2 separate regions of the Mus musculus genome follow, and region 1 is linked to region 2. Evidence: chromatin contacts called from public ChIA-PET data. All regions are on one chromosome and are shown on one strand. Each heading gives the region's core, a stretch centred on a gene start, on an enhancer-like site or on the middle of the called end of the contact. The rest is flanking DNA. Distances are from core to core; before and after follow the strand shown. Region 1 overlaps Gm29943 (a long non-coding RNA gene). Region 2 has its middle 18 kb from the start of Slco4a1.

Region 1 (3,629 bases), core at 707-3,206, 130 kb before region 2:
ATGCTGCGTGGCAAGGGTCTGGTGTCAGCAGGCCATGGTCCAGGCACCAAGGATCCCGAGCACATCATAAAGATACATTAATGGTCTGCGTGTCTTTAGAGAAATACTAATGTTGTTTTATGAGAAACAAGAGTTGAAAATATTAAAGTCAGAATTTTATGGCCTAAAAACAATTAAACAATGGAGATATGGGAAGGGAGAAGTTGTCTTTGTCCTTGGGTCTCAGTGCCCTGGATGGGATGTGGGGTGTGGTCTCCCCTCTGATGACCCTCTCGATGAAGTTCAAACTCCCACGGAAATGTTCTCTTGGGGTTGTCTGGAAAGCAGAGGTGTGGGATACATAGGTATATTGTGATAATGGGGCTGGTGTGGGCAAGTACTAGGACATCCTTGGGCAGGAGAGTGCACCACAGGAGCAGAACTCCTTAAAAACCTGGCTCTCGCAGGTTAGAGTGACTACTGGGGGTGGGGGCAGTGGGGAGGAGGGGCGCTCTTTTTTGCTCTTTCCAGTGGGAAGGTCTATTTGCCATATGCTCCTTGTCTGAGGACGTTTATTTTATCCTAAGGTTTTATCATCAGGATTAGCTTGAGTGACCCTGCTTGAAAGGAACAAATTTGTCTTGAGAGGCACTGCCTATGAGCAGAGTCCTGGCAGGGCACCGCAGCCACAGCCCTGCCTTGAGGGCCTTTCCAGAGCTCTTGATACTCTGTTCTGGGAGAGAGGGGTCTTTCTGCTCTGGGAACTGCTGGCTGGCTGCAGTTACTGGAGCCCGGTGTCTTTGCTCTATGTGGAATCTATACAGGAGAAAGGTGGATCCCATGAGGTCTGTTCTCAGCTCTCTCTGGGCCATGATGAGGAGCCCAGGGGTGTGTGCACATGAGGGTTAAGCATTGCCAAAACTTGCAAGTCACTTGATCAAGTGTTTTATGTATGTGGGTTTTTGGGATGCACTTCTGTCACACACCAGAAGAGGGCATCAGATCGCGTGAGTCTAGTTACATCAGCTTTGGAGCATCCCTTTGAGTGCTGGGAATTGAACTTAGGACCTCAAGAAGAACAGTCGGTGGCATTTACTACATTCTCAAGTTCTGACTCCACCTCTGGCTGTTTGCAAACACTCCATTACACCAAAGAGAGAGTGGAGACTTTTCAATAGTTGCTCCCCACTCCCTCCTACTCCTGGTTTACCTCTCTGAATTCTTCATGTGACTAAAATTGTTCAGCATGAGCTACTGGGTTTTGGCTTCTTTTTCTTGGCACCATGTTTCTGGGCTCACACTTGGCTGTGTGAAGTGCTCTGACTGTCTACTCCTCTCTCCAAGGGTGTGAGGGTCATCTCCACTTCGGTGGGGTGAACATCAGGTATGAGAGTTGAGTGGTTACCTGCTTTCAGTTCTTCTGGTGTTTCGAGCAGGATTTAAGACTTTCCTTCTCTCCCTCTTCCCAGAATCCTCTTCACCATAGCAATCTTTGCCTGGTGACAGGCATGGTAAATGATTTATAGTGTGTCAGACCTGGTCTGAAGTGATTAGGTACAAATGTTAGGCATACGGCTTTTTTTCCCCTCTCCATAGATGTGACCACTGCACAGCTAATCTGCATCTCCTTGGACCTCATAGAAAACTGCACTCTCTTGCAGCTTCTTCTCCCTGCTTTCTGATCAGGACGCTATTGAGTGTTGTTTCTGTTTATGGCTGAATAGTATTCCCTCTTGTCAGTGAGCAGTCACTTATCTGGTGAACCCTGTGAGGATGAGCCATGGTGCCTCACCTGACCGGTGGTGGGTGTACAAGTTGTTTCTTTCCGGTCACTATGAGTAGAGTTTGCATAGACATCTGTGCACAGGGCTTTTGTGGGTATGAGTTTTCTTTAGAGGAGGGTAAGTCTGTAGCCACAGGCAGGGCGGCTCCTCAGAATGACATAGTGAAGTGCCTTTTGGCAGTGACATCATCCACCTTCCTGCCAGAGAGCAGGAGAGCACTGGCTGCTTTTCTGCCACCTGATACTTCCTGTCAGCTCTTAGCCATTCCTGTAGGTGTTTGTCCCAATGTAAAGCCAGAAAACAGACTCTGAGTGGTAAAGTGAGCTGTCTGAGACTTTACAGCAGCCAAGCAATGCCAGTGCTCCTCAGCAGCTGTGTCTCAGGCCAGGCTATCTATGCTAGCAATTGTGCCGTGGGACCCCCTGCCTACCACTGCTCCTACAGCTCTAGTGTCCCCTGCTGTCTGATGACTCTCTGTGCCTTGTCTTCACTCTGATTTTTCTGTTCTGTCCTCTCCCCAGGGCCTTTGCACATGCTGGCCACTCCTATTCACTCTTCAGGAACAACACACTTGGACCATGTGTTTCTTTGGCATTCGTGAAGAAAAACTCTTACAAGATGACAGCAAGGGTCAGGATCTAGCTTTCTGTAAGGGCTGGGCGGGACAGATGCCATGTCTATCTGATTGGCTGTGAGGTCTTCCTTGGAGTCCATCTGGTGACATGGGGCACAGCATAGGCCCTTCACTTGCCCTCAGCATCCTCTCTAGGACTGGCAGGAAAGCCAAGCATCTACCTGAAACAGAGGTGTCACTGCCAGGACCCTCCAAAGCCCAGAGGAGCTAGACATTGACTGAGCTCAGTGAAACTTTGAAAGTTTGAAACCATGAAGCCTGGGAATGAGGGAGTATCCCATACTCTTGGACCAGGTGCTGGGGTTTTTGCAGGACCTAGAAATGCCCTGGCCTCAGCATCTGCTCCTAGAGCTGGGGAATCTGGGCACCCTCCAGAATACAGTCCCTCCTCTGGCATGGCCAGGCTGGGCTTGGCCTGTGTGGTCTGCAGCATCTACGCTTCTTTCCCAACACGCACGGTTACATAAACGATGATAACACTTCATAAACATTTTTCTAACATGCGGAATGTTTGACATGATTTCAGCTATTTCAGAACTAATAAACAATTGTCAATGTCATGGTGGACAGGGAGCAGAAGCCACAGAGCTTATGGAAGATCAAAGGCTGGAGCAAGAGCTCTTAGGAGAGACAGGGTACAGGAAAGAAGCCCCACCTCCCTCCTGTCCGGGTGGGCAGGGCCATGGGGTGAGCACTGGGTCTCTGAGGGAGTCTTGGCCAGGCCTGGCTGTGTGATGTCCAAAGCTTCTCAGAGGACAGGCAGGAGGGAGGACTTGGGCTGGTTATGTCTGTGCATAACCATCGAAGGGCATCCAGGGTGCAGGCTGAGAGTGTGCCAGTGCCGATGAGCTGCTGAGTGTCTGGCCAGCTGCCTGGTCTCAGAGCCCACAACTGGCACCAGAGTGCTGGCAGCTAAGCCTTGCAGCCCAGCATGCTGTGCACCATGACATCCTTTTATTTTTGGACAGGGTTTCTCGGCGAAGCCCTGGCTGTCCTGGAACTTGCTCTGTAGACTATGTTGGCCTCAAACTCACAAAGAGACAACCATCTCTGTCTCCCAAGTGATAGAATTAAAGGTGTGCAGGACCTCATCAGACTGTGACATCCTTTTAAAATACATTCATGTTCTTTGGAAAAGGGTAAGGGCCACATTCCTATAGGGCTGCTAGGTTGAGGGGCTGCTAGGTCAGGGTTGCCTATTAGAAGTCTAACAGTTGTTACATAGGGTAGGG
Region 2 (3,462 bases), core at 314-2,813:
TGGTGTGTTCAAAGCACATTCCTGGTACCCAGAGCACCAGAATCATTTCTTCCACAGGGATCTGCTGTGTAGGGCCATGAAAGGCAGCCTATTTTGGTTGAATGAGGCTTGCTCCGGCGATCCAGTAGAAAACTCTACAAGGGACACAACAGGGAGCCACGTTCCCAGAGACAGGTGCCTGACACCACAGAGCCCCCCAACTCCATAATTCTGTGATTATAAGTCACTCAGACAATGTCTCAAGCTTCTGGCATTCTGGCTAGACTCCACCCCCACAGTTACCTGACTACAGCCAGGTATGCTCTTCCCCGTAGTTACCTGGAAACAGCAAGATAGTCCAGCCCACTATAAAAGAGGCTGCTTTGCCCCTTCTCAATCTCTTTAAGCTCTCACCTTTCTTACTCTCTTCTCTAGCCCTCCTTCTCTCTCTCCTTCCCCCCTCCCCCTTTCTCCACATGGCCATGGCCAGCCTCTCTCTCTCTTTCTACCCTCTCTCTTTTTTTCCTGCCTTTCTACAATAAAGCTCTAAAACCATAGACTGTCTCTGCTTATCAAGGCCCACCATGCTTGAACAATGGGATAGGCGTTCCCCTAACAAGCCACGTCTAGCCTCCCAACAGAAGGCCTTCCTGCTCTCCAGCCACGGACCGGACCAAGGACTCTCGCCCCCGTGGGAACCACCCAGCAGCCCCTCTCCCCCTGCCTTCTCCTCCCTCTGGCCCAGTGATGATGGAGTCGCCCCCCCCCCTCGGGGGCCCCCCATTTGTTCTCAGCTCTTCCGTGGTGTCCAGCGGTGTCTGGGATGCATGAGACTGAGAACCTGTTGTCTAGGACTGCCCCTTGTCCACCCCCCGCCGAGCTGGGGTTCAGTGGCTTCCTACAGCCAGACACCCACCCCGTTTCACATGGAAAGCATGCAGCAGTATTCCCACGTCCGCCTGCCCACTCCCTCTTTTGCCCATGCCCACTGCCCAACACTGCTGTCTCCTGCTGTGTCCCCTGTTATGGCTTCCGTGGCCTGCAAAACCTGGCTCACCCACATGAATGCACCAGCAAGAAGCAAGAACAGAGATGTGGAGAGGAAAGTGAGACCAGGGGTTCGGAGCTTCCCAGGACCAGAAAACCAAGCATTTCTCCCGGGACCTGGAATTTTCCACAAGCATATCTGTCTCTCATGTGACTTAGCCACATCCTCATTGCTTGAGATGACCAGACCTCCCATGCAGGAACAGGAGGAAGGGGTGTGCTCTCTGCCTTATCAAAGAACTTTTCCACTGTGGCATTTGGGCCCTTGGGCCCCTGCTCAACACTCCCCCCAACTTCCTGTGGGAACCCACATTGAGTTTCACCACAAGTTTCTGAAATGACAGCTTCTTCACCGTTGCCTAGAAAATGGGAGGGGGAAGGGGGATTGCACGCACAAAGCTGAGACCTGTGTCTCCTTCCCCTTCCCCATCAGAACCCAGGTCCAGCTTTGGCCATTACAGAATTCCCATACCTAGCCACAGCTACCATGCTGAGCCCTGGGGAAATGCCCTGTGCACCCAGATGACAGGAAGTGTCATTCAAGACCAGAATGACAGTTTTCTAAGTGCTTCCTCTGAGACTTTCAAGACAGACCATGGTGGACTTCAAACACATCAATTTTCCTTAGAAGGGCCAGGCTCTGAGTAATCCTGACATCATGTAAAGTTTGAACTATAGCCAGCCAAGCCGAGAGCAGTCAGAGCGGAGAACACTGTTACCCTAACAGAAGATAGGGGTGGGAGGGGGAACCCAGATGCCTCAAGTGGGGATGTTAGGGGTCATCTTCCACAGAGAGCACTCTCTGCTCAAGGCTCCCACCCCTACACATGGACCAGAGATTCCCATTCCTTGACCCTAAGAGCCCACACTTTGATCTTAGGAACTTGCATAGACTGACTCCTCAGGACTCCACATCCTGTTCCTTTGAAACCTCCTCATATCATAACCACAAGAACCCCTGACACTGACCCACATACCCAGGGGCTAACTTTGGGACCCAGGAACCCCTCCAGGCTTCATCCGGTGGTACCTGGAGAAGCCAAAACAGGACCTTGCTTTTCTCTACAGAGGCCCACCTTTCCCCCGACTCCTGGTTGCTGAGCAGAGTCAGGGCTGTCCACACTATCTCCAAATATCACATGTAGTTGGTCTGAAGCTTTCTGGTACAAAATCAACCCCCTGGGCACCATCCTGGGCAAGCCCCTCCATACCTATAGCCAAATAGCCACAGGAACTTCCATTTGTGTCTCCCTATGGTGACAAATACATAGTTGCTATTCGTAGTGAGTCTGACCCTGTATCACACCAGGGATGCCCTAACCCACAGACCGTACACGATGGGTGTGAATAGTTCTGCTCAGGAGTGAAAGCAAAATGGGAGCACACATGTGACTATCTGTGCTCAGGCAACACAATAGCAAGACTGAGGCCCATGAAGTCTGTCTCTGTGTGTGTCATCCAAGCTCCATCCCTGGGCCTCAAGCAAGCAAGCAAATGCTCTATCTCAGGTTACACCCCCAGCCTTCTTTTTACTTTTAATTCAGAGACTGGGACTCACCAGTTTGCCCAACTTGGTGTTTAGCTTACAATCCTGCTGCAGTCTACCATGTAGTTGGAATTCTAAGCCTGTGCCACCAGGCCTGGTGTGAAGTTAATCTTAATGTCTTTTATTTAAATCTAATAGAATCATAAAACCACCACGTCGATAAGGAAGCAATGTAAGGAATGACAGATACTCTACTCCCTTTAGCTTCTGCATCTTCAAACGTTTGTATTTTACATCCATTTCTTGTGTCGATTCAGGTACTGAGTTTTTATCATAAATACTGGACTTTGAGAGCTGGCAGGATTGCTCAGTGCATTAAGACAATTGTCACCAAGCCTGGCCACCTAAGTTTAATCCCTAAGACCCACTTGGTGGAAGAAGAAAACCAACCTCACAACGTTTCCTCTGACCTCCCTGTGTATATTGTGGCATGCACAAACCTCACACAAGATAGATAGATGGATGGATAGATAATAAATGGGTGGATTGGTAGATGGATGGATGGATAGATAGATAGATAGATAGATAGATAAATAATAAATGGATGGATTGATGGATGGATGGATAGATAGATAGATAGATAAATAATAAATGGATGGATGGTAGATGTGGTTAAAATTTTTAAAAATAGATTCTGGACTGGACTTAGAATTCACAAAATTTAGCCAACAAAGCACAATCGAAGAGGCTATGGAAACAGCTCAGTCAGCGGAGTACTTGCATTACAAGCATGGGAACCTGAGTTAAATTCACAGCACTCACCTTAAAGGTGGGGGTGGGAGGAAGCAGGCACAGTGGCTCAAGTTGTAATCCTATCACTGCAGAAGCAGAGGCAGTTGATCCTGGAGCTTGCTAGGCAGTCGTCAGCCTCGCTTGCTTGGTGTGTTCCA

What was found. ChIA-PET counts read pairs in DNA pulled down with a chosen protein or histone mark.
Region 1: a contact with region 2 is called in an RNA polymerase II ChIA-PET map of memory CD8 T cells, with 94 read pairs. The contact joins two enhancer-like sites. A contact is called at or near these places in 2 of 39 promoter capture datasets (maxillary cranial neural crest and trophoblast stem cells), 4 of 115 datasets of contacts at active chromatin or transcription factors (effector CD8 T cells, embryonic stem cells, memory CD8 T cells and 1 more) and 1 of 9 other capture datasets (embryonic stem cells).

The regions. Positions count from the first base shown.
Region 1 is chr2:180,303,810-180,307,438 of GRCm38.p6, forward strand. The region is part of intron 1 of Gm29943 (a long non-coding RNA gene); the gene reads left to right. Among named protein-coding and RNA genes, the nearest start is that of Gm29943, 15 kb to the left of the region's middle. Within about 2 kb of position 1,957, at least 27 of the 459 cell types and tissues checked have an H3K27ac peak or open chromatin away from gene starts, as enhancers often do. A contact at or near this core is called in effector CD8 T cells and memory CD8 T cells, where this site is marked.
Region 2 is chr2:180,436,043-180,439,504 of GRCm38.p6, forward strand. No RefSeq gene overlaps it. Among named protein-coding and RNA genes, the nearest start is that of Slco4a1, 18 kb to the right of the region's middle. Within about 2 kb of position 1,564, at least 97 of the 459 cell types and tissues checked have an H3K27ac peak or open chromatin away from gene starts, as enhancers often do. A contact at or near this core is called in effector CD8 T cells and memory CD8 T cells, where this site is marked.